Regions from separate parts of the Sus scrofa genome. Here regions 2, 3 and 4 are each linked to region 1. The links are chromatin contacts, called in public HiChIP or PLAC-seq and promoter capture Hi-C maps. All regions are on one chromosome and are shown on one strand. Each heading gives the region's core, a stretch centred on a gene start, on an enhancer-like site or on the middle of the called end of the contact. The rest is flanking DNA. Distances are from core to core; before and after follow the strand shown.

Evidence for each region. Promoter capture Hi-C pulls out the DNA fragments that hold promoters and counts their contacts. HiChIP or PLAC-seq counts read pairs in DNA pulled down with a chosen protein or histone mark.
Region 2: a contact with region 1 is called in an H3K27ac HiChIP or PLAC-seq map of alveolar macrophages. The contact joins the promoter of SMO here to the promoter of ATP6V1F in region 1. A contact is called at or near these places in 1 of 5 promoter capture datasets (liver) and 1 of 2 datasets of contacts at active chromatin or transcription factors (alveolar macrophages).
Region 3: an H3K27ac HiChIP or PLAC-seq map of alveolar macrophages shows a contact between it and region 1. The contact joins the promoter of RBM28 here to the promoter of ATP6V1F in region 1. A contact is called at or near these places in 4 of 47 Hi-C or Micro-C datasets (embryonic fibroblasts, fetal skeletal muscle, omental adipose tissue and 1 more) and 1 of 2 datasets of contacts at active chromatin or transcription factors (alveolar macrophages).
Region 4: a promoter capture Hi-C map of liver shows a contact between it and region 1, with 2.6 times the contacts expected there. The contact joins the promoter of AHCYL2 here to the promoter of ATP6V1F in region 1. A contact is called at or near these places in 1 of 5 promoter capture datasets (liver) and 1 of 2 datasets of contacts at active chromatin or transcription factors (alveolar macrophages).

What each region holds. Positions count from the first base shown.
Region 1 is chr18:19,755,311-19,758,010 of Sscrofa11.1, reverse strand. It overlaps ATP6V1F (V-type proton ATPase subunit F), which reads left to right and starts at 1,305. Exons shown (of 2, transcript XM_003134698.3): 1 at 1,305-1,597. The coding sequence starts at 1,440.
Region 2 is chr18:19,477,349-19,480,048 of Sscrofa11.1, reverse strand. SMO (smoothened homolog) reads left to right here and starts at 1,253. Exons shown (of 12, transcript XM_003134680.5): 1 at 1,253-1,683. The coding sequence starts at 1,350.
Region 3 is chr18:20,032,663-20,035,577 of Sscrofa11.1, reverse strand. RBM28 (RNA-binding protein 28) reads right to left here and starts at 1,273. Exons shown (of 19, transcript XM_021078708.1): 1 at 1,020-1,273. The coding sequence starts at 1,137.
Region 4 is chr18:19,440,414-19,443,113 of Sscrofa11.1, reverse strand. AHCYL2 (adenosylhomocysteinase 3) reads left to right here and starts at 1,275. Exons shown (of 17, transcript XM_005657758.2): 1 at 1,275-1,698. The coding sequence starts at 1,336.

The DNA.
Region 1 (2,700 bases), core at 56-2,555:
CCCAAATCACAGCTCTGAGCAGCAGGGCTGAGATTCAAACCAGGTGTGCCCAAATCCCCAGCCTACCACACAGTGAACCCCTATCTGCATGTCTCAAGTGCTCTAAACTTGCAAATCACATGCCAGACGCCAGGATGCCTGCTCTTTAAAAGGGCGGGGGAGCAAGCGGACCTTTCTTCAACATGTTCACCGCATAGCGTTCAGGAATGTTACTCCTGACCACCCCAGCCGCATAGGCCAGAAACCTGGAAGCACCCTATCACTCCCCAAACTAGTTCCGTCCATGCTGTCTCTAAACCCCTCTTGACTCCACCTGCTTCTCCACATTCGCCATCACCACCACTACATGGGTTCTGGCCACCACTCTCTCTCCACAATGGTTTCTCCTCTTTTAGTCTGGCCTCGGCACACGGCATGGTCTCCATGCTATCTCTAAAACTTGAACCTGGCCGTTTCATTCTCTTCAACTAAATCCTTCAGGGGTTTCAGCGTAACTTCAGTCGTCCTCAGGGTAACTTCCAGATTCTTTAGCTTTTCTTGAAGGCACTGATGCTCTCTAGCCCTAAGTCTTTGCACGTGCTGTTCCTCTTCCCCAGAACACCCTCTTGCCCTCATTTTTTTTTTCTTTCCTTACAGCTGCACCTGTGGCTTATGGAAGTTCCCAAGCTAGGGGTCAAATCAGAGCCGCAGCTGCCAGCCTACATCACAGCTACACCGGATCCGACCTGCACCTGCGACCTACGCCGCAGTTTGCGGCAACGCCTGATCCTTAACCCTGAGTGAGGTCAGGGATGGAACCCCTATCCTCCCAGAGATTAGTCAGGTTCTTACCCGCTAAGCCACGATGGGTACTCCTTCGTCCTCATTTCTATCCCCTTCATCCTGCTAGCGACCTTCTCTGTGCGCTCCCTCTCCCACAGATTAGTTACACCTGATGTGGGCTTCCACATACTTCTCACGTTTCAGCAAATAACACACTGCTTTGTGAATCCTCTATCGCACTAGAGAGTATCATCAACTTATCCATCCTCTTATTAACTGAATATGTACTAGTTGTTAACCGTCTGCCATAGTTACATAAACAGTCGGTACAAGACTCGGACCTTACCCTCGAGAACGGGAACTGTCTTGTCGGCGTCTCGGCATCTTAACACAGCAAAAGGCTCGACACGTTTGTAGAAGAAGGATCGAACTTGCCTGCGAAACCCGGGGAGGCCGCTCGGACTTCTGGGAACCGTAGGCCTGGGGAACGGCCCTCCCTTTATAGCGCAGGCGTATGCAGATTCGGGCGCCTTTGCTGTTGTTGCGCATGTCCCAGGAGGCGGAGTGGTGGAACTGCGCATGTCTAAAGAGCCGGGGGTGGGGCCGAAGAGGCGGGGCACTGCGAACCCGGAGCTCGGTGACACCCGGCGGTCGCGGCTGGCTGTCTGACTCTGAGGATGGCGGGGAGGGGGAAGCTAATTGCGGTGATCGGAGACGAAGACACGGTGACTGGCTTCCTGCTGGGCGGCATAGGGGAGCTTAACAAAAACCGCCACCCTAATTTCCTGGTGGTGGAGAAGGATACAACCATCAATGAGATCGAAGACACTTTCCGGTACGGTTGCCCGCAAGGCCTGAACGCGACCTTCTGGGGTCTGGTGGGAGTGCGGGGAGAAGGCGGGGGTGTCGCTGGGCGTCCAGACGTTGGCCGAAGTGTCAGATCCCGTCCTCGACGGTCTGGAAAGTCGGTCCACCCACCTATCCGGAGCGAAGGCCTACGCGCCCCAAGTTCCCTTTAGGGGCTTGGTGGGGCCGAGGCTATGTCGGGTCCACAAACTCCCTTCTCACATGACCGTGTGTCAGGAAAGAAGGGGAACAGAGCTCGTGACGGGCGGGCACCACCCTTTGGCCCAACCTGGCCCGCGAGAGCTGGGCGTCCAGTGCACCCAAGCCCCACAAAGGGTCAGTCTCAGATCCTCTGCAGGGGTTCCCCCAGTTCACCCGTAGAGCAGGCTCCGGTCACTGCAAGCAGTCGACTCTTTTGCGAGTTGGCTTCTAAAGGAACCACACATTCAGTGAGTGGACTCGAGCTTTTCTTTGTGTTTTCATCTCCCTTAGAGGCTCTCACAATCGTGATGTAAGGCCATGGTTATTCCCACGTATAAGCGAGAAGACTGAAGCTCAGAGAGGTCAAGGCACATTCTAAAGTCATACGATTCACAAGAGACCTAGTGGGGATTTGAACCCTGTCCCTCCCTTTCTGCCTTTCTTAAGCCAGGTCTACTCTCTGCTTGTGCAGCTCTCCTTGGTCTGCTTTGGAATTTCCCATTGTCCTGAGCCCAGCGGACAGAATATCAGGACTTCTGCTAAGACCTTACACTTCAAATCTTCGTTTCCTGGCCTGGCTTAAGAGCAGTAGCTTTAAAATGTGGGTGCAGGCATGTCCCTTAATCCAGGAGGCATCCTGGTGACTAGAGTGGAGGATGCTTGCCCCCTGTTCTTTCCCACACCCTTTCTTCTAGGGCCCCGGTGCCAAGTCTCTCAGGAACAAACCACTCTTGCCTGTTTCCCCCTAAACAGCCCAGCCCTGAGCCGCTGGCTGAGACTGGTTCCTGTTGCCTGGGGTATGTTAGGCCCTGCGCAGAGAAGCTCATCTCTGCTGATCAGTCCAGTAAAGTGATCCAAGTTGTCATGAGAGAAGGGCAAATTTTACTTCAA
Region 2 (2,700 bases), core at 4-2,503, 280 kb after region 1:
ATGCAAGCTCACTCTCCTGGCTGGACCCCTGCTAATTAAAAGGTGTAAACTCCTACAAAGTGAAATCAGACTCGGTGACTGAAAGCAAAGGAGTGAGAAAAAGTAAAATAAGCAGGGTAGGGAAGGAAAGCAGCATAAATTTCCTCCGCCAGGCCAGCATATGAGCGTCATCAGAGAGGGACTGCCTTCTTTTGGACATAACCAAAGACACTCCAGGGCCAGCTGTGGGCAACCACAGTTCAGAGCATCACACACTTGTAGCAATAAAGACTTGATGCCCCACTTTTGGTTTCCTGACACCTGCTCTCACAGCAGCAGGGGCAGCTGTCCTGAGGGAATCTGAGGTCATCTCTCACACAGGTCCCGAGCTGGAAGGACTTGGACAAGCGGGAACCGCAAACCCTTGGTCTTCTCCATGGGGCCCAGGACAAGTTGAAAGGTCTAACCAAAAGCAGAAAAGATTGGCGGATTGGGGAGCAGGGCGGGACGTAGTAGAGGCTTCAGCTGACTTCAGACACCCCTCTGTCTCCACCACCGTAAACCAGAAGAGTCCACTCCCTGCAGACGACCAAGCTGAACCATCCTCAGGCCAGTCAAGGGGGCTGCTGAGCCTTTGACAGCTACTGGCCGTGATTTCCACCCATCTCTTGCCCCGGGGCGGCGGCGGGGTCACCAGAGCCCCCTGGCCCGGGCCTCTCGGGGCGCCCGGGACGCTGAAGCTCGAGCTCCTCCTCTCTCGCATCCCTCCCCTCCTCTTCCCTCCCTCGGCCAGTCCCTCCCCCAGCCGTGGCGGAGGGGGGGCCGGGCTTGGCTCGGCGAGGGCCGTGCATTCCAGAGAGCCGAGCGAGCTAGAGCAACAAAGGAGCCGGGTAGTTGGCGGGGAGAAGTCGGGGGGCTGCGGCGCGCTCTGGTGAAGGGGGCAGCTGGGCCGCGGGCTGGCGCGGGGGCGCAGCCGAGGACCGAGTCCCGCCTCTCCGGCCCGCGCCTGGCCTCCTTCGCGACGCCAGGAGGTGATTTTAACGGTGGGAGAAGGAATGGGGCTGGAGATTGGGGGCCCGGGGGGCTCCCGGGGCTGAAGATAACTGGGATTACCAGAGGAAGGGGTAGGAAGTTGCGCATCCCGGGCCGGGCCTCCGCCGCCCAACATGGGCCCCGGGTTCCAAAGTTTGCGAAGTTGGGCGCCGAGGGCCCGCAGCGCGCGGCGCGTCGAGGGGGGCCCGGCACCAGACTCGCGGGGCGCCCGGGTCGCCTGAGCTGGCCCCGCGGTCCCACGGGTTGCGCGTGTGGCCGGGGGGCTGCGGGGAGCGGGCGGGGGCGCCGGGGCTTCTGCTGAGTTGGCGGGTTTGGCCATGGCCGCTGCCCGCCTCGCACGGGGGCCGGAGCTCCTGCTCCTGGGGCTGCTGCTGCTGCTGGTGCTGCTGGGGGACCCGGGCTGGGGGGCGGCCTTGAGCGGGAACGCGACCTGGCCTGGGCCGCGGAGCGCGGGCGGGAGCGCGAGACGGAGCGCGGCGGTGACCGGCCCTCCGCCGCCGCTGAGCCACTGCGGCCGGGCCGCCCCCTGCGAGCCGCTGCGCTACAACGTGTGCCTGGGCTCGGCGCTGCCCTACGGGGCCACCTCCACGCTGCTGGCCGGGGACTCGGACTCCCAGGAGGAAGCGCACGGCAAGCTGGTGCTCTGGTCGGGTAAGTGCGCGGGAGCCGGAGCCCGAGGCTGAGGTGGTGGGATGCGGGGGTTCTTGGAAAGAATAGGCTCAGGCCTGAACTTTTGAGAGGGCGGGAGCCGCTCCCTGGAGAGGTGGAGGAACAGAGTCTGAAACTCTGGGAAGAGGCTGTGTACAGACTGGGACCCTCGGTGACGAGGAGGGAGGGCGAGGAAGTTGAGGAAGCGGGTCACAAAGGGCCTGGGCAGGGCGGGTTAGCAAAGGATGCGGGGGAATGAGGGGCCCGCGAGCGGGGAGCTCTGAGACACAGGAAAGGACGTTTTTTAAAAGAGCAGATGCTCCACCTAAGAGCCACTTGGGAAGCAGGGCCCTTGGGATTTCAAGGAGGTGTTTAGCCGTTGAAGAGACCGCTGGGAAATCGAAGTGGAGAGGGAAGAGCGAAAGATGGGGGTAGAAGATTTAGGCTTTGAGGGAGAGGGTGGGGAGAAGAATTGAGTGAAATTTGCGAAGGAGAAGAAACCTCTGGTGATGAGTAATTAAAAGATAACTGGAAAGTGTCAGAAATTTTATTTTGGGAGACAGGAAGTCCAGAGAACTGTCACCTTAACCTTGCTGTCACCAGAGAGTTCACAGTTTCCCCATCTGGAAAATGGGATCTTGGTTCCTTGTCTGAGTTGTGAGGGAATGAGACTCTCCGAACGATTATTCGTGGATTTTTTTGAAATTTGGATCTTCAGACTGGTCAGGGCTGCGGAAGGATACTTAGCTCTGGGATGTGGGAAGCGTGTGGATACTTCCATGGTGATCTGAAGTCCCAGAACCCTCACCTGGCCGGGCCTGAAAAACCAGACTGAACCCAAGCAGATCCTTCCTAGCAGTGTGGAGTGGGTTAGCCCCCCACCTGTCACTCTTCTGGGCTGGGGACCTGAGTAAGGCTTGGGAAGGGAACTGGCCTTGCCATCTCTTGCTCGTAGTGAGTATGATTGCAAAATTGTCCTTGAAGAAGGAAATAAAAGCAAAAGCCATGGCGTCCGGAAGA
Region 3 (2,915 bases), core at 24-2,523, 280 kb before region 1:
AGATGATGTTTACTGCTCCATGCTCAAAACCAGTAGTTTCCTATCTCAGAGCCAAAGCCAAAGTCCAAGATCTCATCTGGTAATTCTCTTCTTTCACTCACTGTACTCCAGTCACCCAGGTCTCCTCGCTGTGCCTCCAATATACTATTCACACTCCTCTTCAGTATCCTTGCGCTAGGCTGCTCCTCTGGCTGAGAAATAAGTGTTCACCCTCTCAAATCCCTAAGGCCTTCCCTGGGGACTCCCCGACCCCTCTCTCTACAGTTTCCCCACCAACACCACACATACATTCAGACACTCACTCCCTAATTTTCTTATTTTAAAATTATTTTTATTTTTCATTATTTTTCTCCTCAACGTTTATCACCATTATCACTATATGTTTTGCTTATTTATTGGCTGTCTTCCCCATCTTGAAGACAAGAGCCAGATTTCTGGATTGGGTCTGTGCACTGCTGTATTCCCAGGCCCTACAATAGTGCCAGTGACAGAGCAAGCATTCAATAAATACTGAGGAAATAAATAGCCGGGTGTATGAATAACATATTGGTTAAGAGCTCTGAGTCTGGTGATCAAATTCTGAATCTGCTACTTGCTAGCTCTACAAACTGAAGCTAACGTTCCTAAATTCTCCGAAGCCCTAGATTCCTCTCCTGTGTAACAGGGTTAAGGTCCCACCCAATTAGATTGATGGAACGCACGGCACCTGGCAATCAATCGATTCTCAATAAGTTTTACTGATGTTTGATTAAAAATTACTTATGTTTACTATGAAACAGAATCTTATATGTGAGCGCACATAATAAAGGAAAGAGGTACACAAACTCAAGGGACTGACTGGAGTTTCAGAAACGGTCTCTATGGATTCATCCAGAGCAGAGTCAGTTTGGAAAAGAAATTTAACCTCCAAGTCCTTTCACTGAGGGGAGAATAAAGTATTATGAAGTTTGGGAGGGTGTTCTCGCCCCCATCCGGCTCCCAGGAACCCCAACCCTGTCCCCGATCGCCCCGCCCCCTACCTTTCTCAGTCACCACGAAGCACTGCTTCACCGGCCCCACCTGACTGAACAGCTCCTCTAGCTGCTCGCTTCGGGCCGAGGGTGGGAGGCGGCCCACAAACAGGGTCAGCCCCGCCATGAGGCAGAGAAACGGAGACGGGCAGGGCCTCAAGCAAACCTAGTTGACGCACGTGAGTCCAGGAACTGACTTTGGTGAGCCGACCACGCCAAGTTGCCGGGAAACCCCGGAAGTGCTCGTCGCTCAAAAGCGTCCGGAGGAAAACAGGGTGGAAGGGGAAAAAAACAGCCCGGAAGGAAAAAAATCGTACCGCCCAGGGGCGGAGCTCCTCGAGTGGGGCTCCACCCCTGGTCCAAGTACCGCCCCCTGTCTCTGTAGGGAAATTTGGCGTCGCTAGTTTCTACCCTGCTTAAAATCTCACCTTCTGGAGATCTATACCAAACTCAGCCAGGCAGGCAAGAGAAGTTATTTTTGCTCTGGGCTTAACCCAGGATATAACATATAATAGATGTTTAATAAATTTTTTTTGAAGTGCCACCACAGACTCCCAGATTACATGCATAAAACACACAATATAAACACAAGTATGTCACATACTTCATTCTGACACTTCTCACGTTCTCAGAGACTATGAGACATCTGTCACACTATAGCAGATAACTCTAACCATGCCTTTAACAAGTCACAGACAAATTATAGTTACTAAAGTATATACAGGCACAGATCATACACGATCATTCTTTCAAAAAAAGTTACTTAGCTCCTACTATATGCCAAGCACTAGGGATAAAACTGGTGAGCTAAAAAAAGACAGGGCTCTTGGTCTTATGGAGAATACAGTGTAGTAGGGGTAGACAGACATTAATCCCCCCCCAAAAAAATTTTACAAATAAATAATAGCCCGAACCATGCAAGGTCACATGAGAATGCACCCAGAACAAACTAGACATCCAGCTTATACACACAGACCTAGAACACAGATCCTCCCAGAGATAGGAAATCTTTCCTCAGGTGAGCTTATCAGACAGGCCCAAGGCTGAGGAATCTCACTGACCAGGAGGTCTGAGTGCTCTGGATCCTGGCACACACAGTGTGTGCCATCCCACTGGTCCAGGCACTGACCTGTGTGTGCGAAACTGCAGCACTCTGCAGAATATTTGCACAGAACAAAAGTACCCAGTGCATTTTTTTAAACAGTATAACCTGAGCACATCCTAGGTAGAAAATTTTGAATGTACAAAAGATACAGTGGAAAGTGTTTCCCTTTCTCCTCAAATCTAATCGCTTTTTTTTTTTTTTTTTTTTTTTTTGCCACAGACACAGCATACAGAGTTCCTGGGCCAGGGATCAAACCCATGCCAGAGCACTGACCCAAGCCACAGCACTGACAATACCAGATCCTTAACCACTAAGCCACCAGGGAACTCCCAAACCCCATCTACTTTCAATATATTTTGGATAGATGGATGACTGGTTAATAGTGACAGGGGGAAGGGAGAATGGTAAACATCAGATATATGAAACCCTAGCTCCAAGTATTACATGCTTAAAACATAATACTTGGAAAGCACAGTTATCTTTAAACACATAACTCAGCAGAGGAAGTATTGAAATACAAAATAGATTTTTAAGGCCATGGGTTAAGAAAATGTGTGTCATTTGAATAAGGTTGATTCGTGCTTCCTCTCCCTTCTTTCTCCTCCTCTCCTGCCCCCTTACCATCTTAAAAATCAAAATCAAAATTCCCTACACAGAGTCTAAATTACAAGCTTCAGGGCCTTTAGCTATGGGGAGGCCTTCCCAGCCCTGGCTGTTGAGTTTGGGGGGATGCAGTGGGGAAGAATCCCGAGAAAGCTCTTCCAACATCCCTTTGGGATCTCCGGCCTACAGTGGTTTTG
Region 4 (2,700 bases), core at 26-2,525, 310 kb after region 1:
CAATAGCATCACAGGACTCCTTGTTCCTCCTGAAGGGATATAGATAACAATCTGATGTGTGTCTGAGTTCTACTAAAACTAAGACCCCTACCCAGGAGGAAAATGGTGACCACATGTTGACCACAAGCAATAGGCCGGTTGGAACCAGAAGGCTGAGATCCCAGAGATATATCACCTGGTTATGGCACCACCAACCCATTAGAATAAGATCACACACCCTGGAGCCCTCAACCCCAATTCTGCCTTAAAAACTTTTCCCTGAAAACTATGGGGGAGTTAGGGTTTTTTGAACTCCAGCTGCTGTTCTTCCTGGCACGCTGCAATAAACTTTCCTCTGCTCCAAACTCTGATGTTTCGATTTGTTTGGCCTCACCGTGCCACAGGCATACAAACTTGGGTTCTACAATATCCCTAGTAGAATTAATAGGGCAAAAGAATTGGCTTTGTTTAAGGCAATGGTTTTCATTCCTTAGTCTTGAAATTTTGACCTAGTGATACCTAACTTCTTTTTTAGACTGATACTAAACTCCAAGCCCAGAATGTGCCAGAAATTGCCACAACAGGCAATTAAAAACAGGACCATGTTATTCCTTCTAAAAACAAAGCCAGTAAAGGTGTGAGGTCCTAATTTCACGGACGCAGAAAAATTAAGTCACTTGATTAAGCCTGAGGCCAGCTCTCTCCCCACCGCTTTTCCTTTAAATGCCTGCTCACGTGATAGCAGAGGTGCACCCTAGGAAGAAATTTACACTGTCGGGGTAGAGTCAATCTTCCTCCACCTTCCCAAACTTAGGGTTTCTAGAGCTAGCTCCTCGGAAGCCGCAACTCCTCTGGAGACCTTCTCTTCCTCATGTTCTTCTTCATGTCACCTATCCTCACTTCTTTCTTTTAGTCGCCGGCGCTAAAGCTCCATCTCTGCTACAGAATCCCGCTTGCCGGAGGAAGGGCGACCGGGACTACAACCCCCAGGGGGCTTCGCGGGCCCCGCCCCCGGCGGCGCGCAGGGGTGGTCGGGGGCTGAGGTCCCACCGTCTCTTCGCCGCCTTCGGCCCAGAGCAAGCGCACTACAGGTTCCGTGGCACCACACGCGCGGGCAAGCCGGACGGAGCGGTCTGGGGCGGGGCGGGGCGGGGCGGGGCGAGGCGGGGCGGGGCGGGGCAGAGAGGGGAGGGAGAGGCCGGGGCCGGCGGGCGGGTGGGCAGGCGGAGGAAGTGGGTGGGAGCGGAGGCGATGGAGGGGAGGAGTGGGGGAATGGGGGAGGGAAGGGGAAGGGAGGCGGGAGGCGGGGCCGAGCTGGAGCTGGAGTCTGAGCCGGCGGTTGCAGTGGAGGCGGTGATGTCGGTGCAGGTCGTGTCGGCAGCGGCTGCCTCGAAGGTGCCTGAGGTGGAGCTGAAGGACCTGAGCCCTTCCGAGGCGGAGGCGCAGCTGGGACTGAGCACGGCGGCTGTGAGCGCCATGGCCCCTCCAGCAGGCGGTGGGGACCCTGAGGCTCCAGCTCCCGCGGCGGAGCGGCCCCCGGCCCCTGGCCCGGGATCGGGGCCCGCCGCGGCTCTCAGCCCCGCCGCTGGGAAAGTGCCTCAGGCGTCGGCCATGAAGCGGAGCGACCCTCATCACCAGCATCAGAGACACCGCGACGGCGGCGAGGCCCTGGTCAGCCCCGACGGCACCGTCACCGAGGCGCCGCGTACAGTCAAGAAGGTATTGGGGCCGGGCTGCCTCTGTCGGAGAGGGAGGGTAGGAGGGGGAACCGCAGATCCTCGCGGCGCGGCGCCACCCTCCACGCCCTCTCTTGTCATCGTAGAAGCCGAGAGATCCCTTTCGCCCTTAAATCCGCTCTCTCGGAGATGCCCCCTTCCTGGCCCCATGCTGAGGAGTGAAGACTCCAGGGGGTACGGCCGTACTTCGCTGGGAATAACATGGAGGTAGCGCTCTCGCCTACTACTTGGAATAGTAGGCTGGGAGAGGAGAGCCACCTAATCTTAGCCCTCGCTGAACTCCCCGACATGCTCCGTGTGTATGTTCCAGACTGTCGGGGAGAAGACCCCGATGGTGTAGAAAAACCTCACTGCTTATGAGAGTTCACTCAGCAGTAAGGGTTCTCTCTTGGAAGAACGAGTAAGGAGTAGTTACCTCGCTCTGAGATCCTCAGTTGTGTGGTTTCTGTGCAGATGATGACTTTCTGCCGTTCTTGTCCAACCACTTCCATCGAGCAGTACTGATGCTGTGCCCTTCATTCCAGATTCTGCGATCTCCTTACATCCTCTCTGAATGTAGAAGGGTAATGGACTCTCTTCACTCTTTTCTCTTCAGAGGTTTGTTCTCTCTGCCCAGTAGTTGGTCGCCACCAAGATTATTGTACTGTGTATGAAGAGGTGATTGTTTTATTAGGTCTTTCATTATGATCTGAAAGTGTTAGGAAGTGTTAGGAATGCTTCTCTTTTTGGGAAAAGCGATCACAGTGGGGTTTTCTGTCTCAGCTGTCAGTTTCTTCCAGACAGAGTTTTGAAGAAGAGCACCAAGGAGTAGGTGTGCCTAGATGTGTGATTTTAATACCCATCCCAGTATTATTTTTAGGATGGCTCTATCTATGGTGTGTTTCTCCTCTCATAAAGCTAAGTCAGTACAGGAAAAAAAAAGGGGGAAATATTGCAAAAACAGCAATGTGGATCACATCAAAAGGGATGATTGCTCTAATTTCTG